Regions from separate parts of the Mus musculus genome. Here region 1 is linked to region 2. A link is a contact called in public HiChIP or PLAC-seq data. All regions are on one chromosome and are shown on one strand. The core of a region is the stretch at or near the end of the contact, and the rest is flanking DNA. Distances in the headings are between cores, read along the strand shown. Region 1 holds the start of Alkbh7 (alkB homolog 7). Region 2 holds the start of Adgre1 (adhesion G protein-coupled receptor E1).

What was found. HiChIP or PLAC-seq counts read pairs in DNA pulled down with a chosen protein or histone mark.
Region 1: a contact with region 2 is called in an H3K4me3 HiChIP or PLAC-seq map of bone marrow-derived macrophages, with 4 times the contacts expected there. The contact joins the promoter of Alkbh7 here to the promoter of Adgre1 in region 2. A contact is called at or near these places in 8 of 39 promoter capture datasets (the C10 cell line, the HPC-7 cell line, cranial neural crest and 5 more), 1 of 484 Hi-C or Micro-C datasets (uterus), 4 of 115 datasets of contacts at active chromatin or transcription factors (the HPC-7 cell line, bone marrow-derived macrophages and double positive thymocytes) and 2 of 9 other capture datasets (adipose tissue and liver).

Annotation. Positions count from the first base shown.
Region 1 is chr17:56,994,820-56,998,776 of GRCm38.p6, forward strand. Alkbh7 (alkB homolog 7) reads left to right here and starts at 2,520. Exons shown (of 4, transcript NM_025538.3): 1 at 2,520-2,748; 2 at 3,570-3,743; 3 at 3,852-3,957. The coding sequence starts at 2,545. It overlaps Clpp (caseinolytic mitochondrial matrix peptidase proteolytic subunit), which reads left to right. Exons shown (of 6, transcript NM_017393.2): 6 at 1,059-1,552. The coding sequence ends at 1,228.
Region 2 is chr17:57,356,800-57,360,866 of GRCm38.p6, forward strand. It overlaps Adgre1 (adhesion G protein-coupled receptor E1), which reads left to right and starts at 1,887. Exons shown (of 22, transcript NM_010130.4): 1 at 1,887-1,957. The coding sequence starts at 1,927.

The sequences.
Region 1 (3,957 bases), core at 1,270-3,769, 360 kb before region 2:
AACATTTCATTTTTAAAATAGTTGATTTGGGAAGCATGTGCCTGCCATAGTGATGTGTGGAAGTCAGAGGACAGTTTGTAAACATCGGTTCTCTGTTGACACCTTGTAAGGAGTGGTGATTGAACTTGAGGTCATTAGACTTGGTGGCAAACCCCTCTTCCCACCAAGCCATCTTACTGTCCCACGTGCCATTCTTCGGTATATCTTGTTGCTGGTCACATATGTTCAGTCTAAGATCCACCACCTAGCACTGCGTGGCATTTTCCTAGTTGCATCTTACTGTTGTGTGAATGCCATGACATGTGGAGTTCAGGGGACAGTGTTCAAGAGGCGATTCTCTCCTACCATGTAGTTCCTGGGACCTGATGTATTACAGTAGTCGGTAAAAATTGAATTGGTGTGGTGTAAGCACTGCAGACCTCTCATCCCGGCACTTGGCCAGCACAGATGGGGGAATCAGGAGTTGAAGGTCGTCCCTTCGAGGCTAGCCCGGGCTGCATGTGATCCTGTCTGGAAAAAAAAAAAAAAGCAAAAACAAAACCCTGTTTTTTACTACGGAGGAGATTGAATCACAGAGAGGTTCCCCAGCCCCATGGGAAAGATTGTCAGAGTAAGTGTATCTTATGAAACTTGGGAGCTGGAAGAAAACATCATGGGCTGGAAGCTAAAATGCTAGGAGTGTCTAATCTCAGTCCTGGAAGCAGGAAGGCCAGGAATAGCCAGGGCCTGGAAGGTGACATTTTTGTGTTGCTATCAATTCCTGATGCTAATGGCTTCTACACCTTTGGTTTCCTGGAATTGCTGGTGCTCCTAGGTATGAAGCCTGGGCTCTTAGGAAAGTGTTCAGCCAACAGAGCTCCTCCTTTTTTTCTTTGAAGACATTATCTTAGTTTGTAGCCCTTTTACTTTTGCCTCTCTTCATAAGAGCATAGATCCCATGGTAGGGGGTCCCTCACAACTCCATAAATCATCTCACGACTGGTAAGGGCTTCAACCTAGGAATTTGGGGAAAAACAGCCCAGGCCTCTACTCCTACCCACATATACTGCTTTCCCTAGAGTCAGCAATGGAGAGGGACCGCTACATGAGCCCCATGGAGGCCCAAGAGTTTGGCATCTTGGACAAGGTCTTGGTCCACCCACCTCAGGACGGGGAGGATGAGCCAGAACTGGTACAGAAGGAGACTGCCACAGCGCCGACGGATCCTCCTGCCCCGACAAGCACCTAAGGAGTGGAGACCAGACTGAAACTTCCTCTGCTGGGCCCAAGAACAACCCCTAGAGGAGATGTGGATTGAGGTTGCCCTCAGAGCAGGGCAGACTGCCTGAGACACTGTGATTTAAATTAAATCTTTGTAGTCTTTGTCCCATGTCTGAAGCACCTTCCATTACTTCTCCAAGACAGCAGGCCTCCTTCACCTTGACAAACCACTTCAGTAAGCAAACCCTGGCTCTCCTGGAACTAAACCAATCTAGCCTCAGACTCAGGTACCCACCTGCCTCACCTCCTGAGTGCTAGGATTAAAGGTGTACACCACCACACCTGACTTCAACAGACTTAAGCCATATACTACCCCAAAGTCAGTGGGTAGAAATATGATTTCATACATCTTTGGTTATGTGTGGGTTTGTGCATGGTGAGTGCAGTACCCATGGCCAGAAGAGGATGTTGGGTCCCCTGGGGCTTCCCTGTGGGTGCTGGGACTTAAGAGTACATTCTTACCTGCCGATCCTGGGCTTGGCCCCTTAGAGAGTTAAGAGTTAGGGTGGAGGGTCTACCAGAATCTACCACCAACTTTGGGTTGATCCTCAGACCCATGAGACCTGACACTGGTGACTCACCAGGTGACAAAGTCCTGGCATTTTGTTGCAGGCTCCAAAAGCCAGCTGAAGCCAGAGAGAATGTCAGGACATGTTTATGGAGTTTTACTAGAACTAGAAGCAGAGGATCCCAGTTTATGGGATGGAGGCAGGTGCCACATGACCCTATGGAGGTCAGAGGGTCGCAAATGCAGGAGTTGCTTTTTCTGCTTGCACCATGTTTGGGGGTCCTGAGGTCAAACCAAAGACTCTTAGCAAGTGCTGAGCCATTTTCCTAGGCCCAGTTTATTAGTGTGGAAGGAAGTAGACTCTTTTTAGATTTAACACAAAACATTTGAGGTGGGGGTTGTATTATTTGGTCTTATTTGTTTGGATGTCCTATTTTGTGGGCAACATCTGAAATTCAGGTTAGCCTCAAACTCAAGGGCTGACCTTGGAGTTAGTTATCCTCCTTTCTCCACCAGGGTGTGCTGTTTGACAAGCGCTAAATTTGCGCTAGGCTGATTGAACTTCTAACCTTGGCTTTGCCCCCACGTGACCTCCAGCCTCCGTTCGCCCTAGTTCTGCACCTACTGCTTGAGACCTTGCTCAGGGCCGAGAGGCGGGACAAGCGGTAGACTGACTTAAAGCACAGCTAATAGAGCCAGTAGCTGATGGGCGTGGTGCGGTGTCAGCCAATAGCTTGCGGGGGTGTGGCTCAGCCTGCTGTGGTCAATCCCTGAAGATGGCGGGCAGCAGGAGGCTAGCGATGCGGTTGCTTTCTGGGTGCGCCTGGGTGCGCGGCTCAGACTCTGCCGTGCTGGGCCGCCTGCGTGATGAGGCCGTGGTGCATCCAGGCTTCCTGAGCCAGGAGGAGGAGGACACGCTAACACGCGAACTGGAGCCCCAGCTGCGGCGCCGGCGCTACGAGTACGACCACTGGGACGCGGTGAGTGGGCGGAGCGGCGAGCTAAGGGGACGCCCACTGGGACATAGTGAGGGGGCGGGGTCCTCGGAGGGGTAGAGTGAAGAGCTAGGCTTGCTTGGCCAGGTTGGGGACAGTGTGTTTTGGGCAGTCCCCGATGTAGGTTCGGGTGGGACCAAGTTTCTCTGGTGTGGGACATGGCGGGTGCTGGGCAATTCGATGAGTGACAGTTGGTCAGGAGGTCTTGTGGGAATGGGGCTGATCTTGATGCCAGAGCTGAGTCCAGGGGAAGGCCTGCTGCTGCGGGCTTGTGGATGGTACTTAGAGCAGGGGAAGGGACCAGAGCCGGAGAAGGTGAACTGGCAACGTTGAGCTCAGAGCAGCGCAGTATTACAGTGGGGGCAAATCACTGCTGGGCTTTACTAAGAACAGGGGCTGTAGTGTGGGGCTGGGCCTGGAATCAGAAGGGAGGGTTTTGGTGGGCACCAAGGAATGCGTAGTGAGGACAAAGATGTCACTTCAGACATGAAGTTCTGGAACACTTCAGGGGCATTGGTGACAAGATTAGAAATAAAAAGCAGACTTGGGAGAGGGAGTGCCAGCAGTTGGGAGTTTCACTAGGGACTTGAGTGGGATCAAATAGAGACAGGAGACCGAGATACTGAATATTAGGGTGGCCAGCACCAGGGACCACTGGGAAACGAAACGTGAAGACCAGATGCGTGGTTGAAACCTCACTGATAATGAGCTAAAGTTGGAAAGACTGCCTGCCCTGTACTGCACCCCTCGGTACCTCATTTTCCTGTCCTGGGAGTTCCCAGTTATGACTTGAGCTCTCTATTCAGGCCATCCATGGCTTCAGGGAGACAGAGAAATCCTGCTGGTCTGATGCAAGCCAGGTCATCCTGCAGCGGGTTCGGGCGGCTGCATTTGGTCCTGACCAGAGCCTGCTATCCCCAGTACATGTGTTGGACCTGGAACCTCGGGGCTACATCAAGCCTCATGTTGACAGTGTCAAGGTGGGCAGAAGGCATTCCATCAGAACTCCTAGCTAGGTTGTCGGTGGACAGGGGGGCAGAACTAAGCCTGACACCCCAATATACACAGCATACATACCCCTTTTCCAGTTCTGTGGATCTACCATTGCTGGCCTTTCCCTGTTGTCTCCAAGTGTTATGAAGCTGGTGCATACACAGGAACCTGAGCAGTGGCTGGAACTGTTGCTGGAGCCAG
Region 2 (4,067 bases), core at 637-3,136:
CTGTGAGTTGCTGTTTTGTCATATTGACAGTCTCCTTTGCTTTACAGAAGCTTTTTAATTTCATGAGGTCCCATTTGTCAATTGTTGATCTTAGAGCCTGAGCCATTGGTGTTCTGTACAGGACAAATTTTCCCCTGTGCCAATGTGTTCGAGGTTCTTCCCCATTTTCTTTTCTATTAGACTCAGTGTATCTGGTTTTATGTGGAGGTCCTTGATCCACTCGGACTTGAGCTTTGTACAAGGAGATAAGAATGGATCAGTTTGTATTTTTCTACATCCTAACTGCCAGTTGAACTAGCAACATTTGTTGAAAATGTTTTTTTTTTTTCCCTCACTGGATGACTTTGACTTCTTTGTCAAAGATCAAGTGACCATAGGTGTGTAGGTTCACTTTTGGGTCTTCAATTTTATTCCATTGATCTACCTTTCTGTCATTGTATCAATACCATGAAGGTTTTTTAAAAAAAATTTTTTTTAATCATATTGCTCTGCAGTACAGCTTGAGGTCAGGGATGGTGATTCCCCCAGAGGCTCTTTGATTGTTGAGAACGGTTTTTGCTATCCTGGGTTTTTTGTTATTCCAGATGAATTTGAGTTGGGATTTTGATAGGGAATACACTGAATTTGTAGATTGCTTTTGGCAAGATGGCCATCTTTCCATCTTCTGAGGTCTTTGATTTCTTTCTTCAGAGACTTGAAGTTCTTGTCATACAGATCTTTCAATTGCTTGGTTAGAGTCACACCAAGATATTTTATATTATTTGTGACTATTGTGAAGGGTGTCATTTCTCTAATTTATTTCTCAGCCCGTTTATCCTTTGAGTAGAGGAAAACTACTGATTTGTTTGAATTAATTTTATATCTAGCCACTAAGCTGAAGTTGTTTATCAGCTGTAGGAGTTCTCTGGTGGATTATTTTTTAGGGTTATTTATGTATTCTACCACATCATCTGCAAATAGTGATATCTTGACTTCCTCCTTTCTAATTTGTATCCCTTTGACCTCCTTTTGTTGCCTAATTGTTCTGGGTAGAACTTTGAGTACTATATTAAATGATAGGGGAAAAGTGGACAGCCTTGGGTGTGGTGTGTGTGGTATGGTGTGGTGTGTGTATGGTGATGATGCATGTGGTGTGTATGGTGTGGTGTATGTGGTGTGGTGTGTGGTGGTGGTGATAATGATGATGGTGGTCTCTCTGTCTCTGTCTGTCTCTTTCTATCTCTGCCTCTCTCTCTCTGTCTCTCTCTGCCCCCCTCTGTCTCCCTCTGTCTGTCTGTCTGTCTCTTTGGTGTGATGTATGTGGTGTGTGTGTATTCTACAAGGTTGACATGATGACAGAATTTAATTTTCTTAGCAGCAAGCTCATGGATCCTGGTGATAAATGCAGCATGACTTTACTGAAAAGGCTTTGTGATCTTGAAGAGTGGATTGACTTCACTGTGGGCAGCACATGCAATCTCACTTGTTTGGTGTAATGAAAGAAGAGAATGAGAGGTGGAAGGGGGATGGTAATGTTGAAAAAAAGAATGGTACAGAGGAAACTGAGGTTGGAGAGAGATGGGGTAGATGGTAAGAGATGGAGAAAGAGGGAAGGAAATGGAGAGAAAGACAGAGAGACAGAGAGAGACACACAGAGAGACACACAGAGACAGAGAGGAAGGGAAAGGGAAAGAGAAAGGAAGAGGAAGAGGGGGAGGGGAAGGGGAAGGGGAAGGGGAAGGGAGAGGGAGAAATGTGGACACTAGCCAGATTTAAGGGAGAAATTAGGGGGTTGCCAGTCTGTCCACCTCTGATGGTGGCAACTCAGCAGAAAGCTGCTGGGCTCAGTCTGGCTTTGTTGAGCAACCCTGACTCCACCCCTTTTCTTCCCCACAAAGCAAGCTTTTAAAGGGAAGGCTTTCTTCATTGAATGACTGCCACAGTACGATGTGGGGCTTTTGGCTGCTCCTCTTCTGGGGTGAGTATGAGGTTGAATGGGGCATGGATGGCTGAGGTGTGGGCTGGAAATAGGTTGCAGGGAGAAAGGCCAACCTTGGAGGGGTTCGGCCCATAGGCTAATGTCTATTGCACACAGCAAACTTTACCTTGGGAAACCTTTGACAAAATTCCTTGACTTAGGGAAGTCTATTCACCAGGGTAGATCTTCCTGTAGCTGTTCATGTGGCATGTCTGTGTTTGTGAGCCATCTCAGTTTTAGTTAGAATTTAACATGGAGTAAACTTGTGAGGCTCCGGTGCGTGCATCTGGGATGGTGCAAGGGGGATGGAAGTCCACACAGCAATGGAAACAGTCCCCTTACCATTGCGTAGCCCTTTTTTATCAGCCATAGCTCACAAAGCAGAACATGGGTGTGAAAGAGGTAACTTGCCGGGCTTTGGCAACAGTTTAGTGTGTAAAGTGCTTGTCCTACAAGCACAAAGATCTGGATTTGATCCCAGAATTTATGTTAAAAAACCAAGTATGTGGTACACTTCTACCTCTGGCTCTGGAGAGTAGAGAAGGAGGATTCCTTGGTTCTTGATGGCCAGCTAGCCTAGCCCAATTGGTGGATTCCAGATCAGTGAGAAAGTCTGTCTCTAAACAATTAAGGTAGATGGAACTGGAGAAAGGTGTTTGAGGTCATCCTCTGGTTCCTACATGCCAGTACACACAAGTGCATGTTCACCTGCACTACACATTGCACAATGTCATGCACACACAACACAAGTGCAATGCACACACAGACATGCAATGCACACAAAAGGCACATGTGTACTCACAGATGCAAAAAGAAATACTGTGAGCAAGTCTTAGCTAATGAGGGGTAGAGCCACGGTATAAAATCATTCCAGCTCTGGCCTTGTTCAAACTCTTAGTCATGGCTGGTTTGTGCTGTGGGAGTCAGCGAAGATAGTCCCGTTCTAGAAATAGACTCGGGGCTACACCTTCCTTTTCTGGCTCCTGTTGCTTTTGTTTTGGGCACTAGCGCATTTCACTGTGTGATCTTCCACGTCACTGGTTTTCTCGCGTGTTTGCAAGATTTTTTTTCCCCATTGTTTTAAATTTAGATGGGAGATATGGATTTCCGGTTTTAGGGATGAGAAGAGGGATCTATTTTGCCTCACAGTTTGAGATGGTATGGTCTGCCATGTTGTGGAAGCCTTGGAAGAGTCATAGTTAGATGGTGGGCTGGCACTGCTTTCTGCTTGTTGACTGTGAAGCAGAGAGCTAAGAAGTTGAACTGGCGTACATATTTTCAGGTCCCCTCCCATGGCCTCATCTCTAAACTTCCTCAGACAACACCACCATCTGGTGACCAATAGGTTAAACACATGATTGTGTTGGTTACATTTCACATCCAAACCACAGCAAACAGCTAGCCTGCATACATGTATATGTACATTACATGTACATATATGTGTCTTACACACATAAAGGCAATAATTTTAATATCGTCTCAAGAATGAACTTAAAATAATATCATGCTTATTTACTTAAATACATTTTAATTTATTCTTTGAGGATTTCATACATAAAGGCAGTAATTTTGATTACCTGCACCTCCGTGCCACTCTACTCTGAGACCTCTCTTCACTGTGACCATCTCTAACATCATGTCCTACTTTAAAGAAAACCCACTGAGAGCAGGGTGACCTTCTGGGGCATATCCCTGAAGCAAGAGGATTCTCCTCTTAGCAGCCATTGACTCTCAGTAGATCATCAGCTCCTCAGGATGGGACCAGACTAGAATGTTGGCTGGCTTGACCGTGCAGGTTTCATGTAGGCAGCCACAACTGACATGAATGTTTAACTAAAATCATGCTTGGAAGTCAGTAAGCAGCACCTTCCATGGCCTCTGCCTCAGCTCCTGCCTCCAGGTTCCTACCCAGTGTGAAAGTCTTAAAATGTTAAAGAAAGTGCTGCAGGAGAGGATTTTTAAATATTCTCACACAAAGAAATAACAAACGTTTTAGAGGAAGCATAAAAGCTAGAAACAAAACAAGACCTCCACACAAACAGACATGAAAATAGGGGCAGACGGGAAAGAGAGGGGTCAACAGGTGTGGGAGGGGAGATAAATGTAGGTG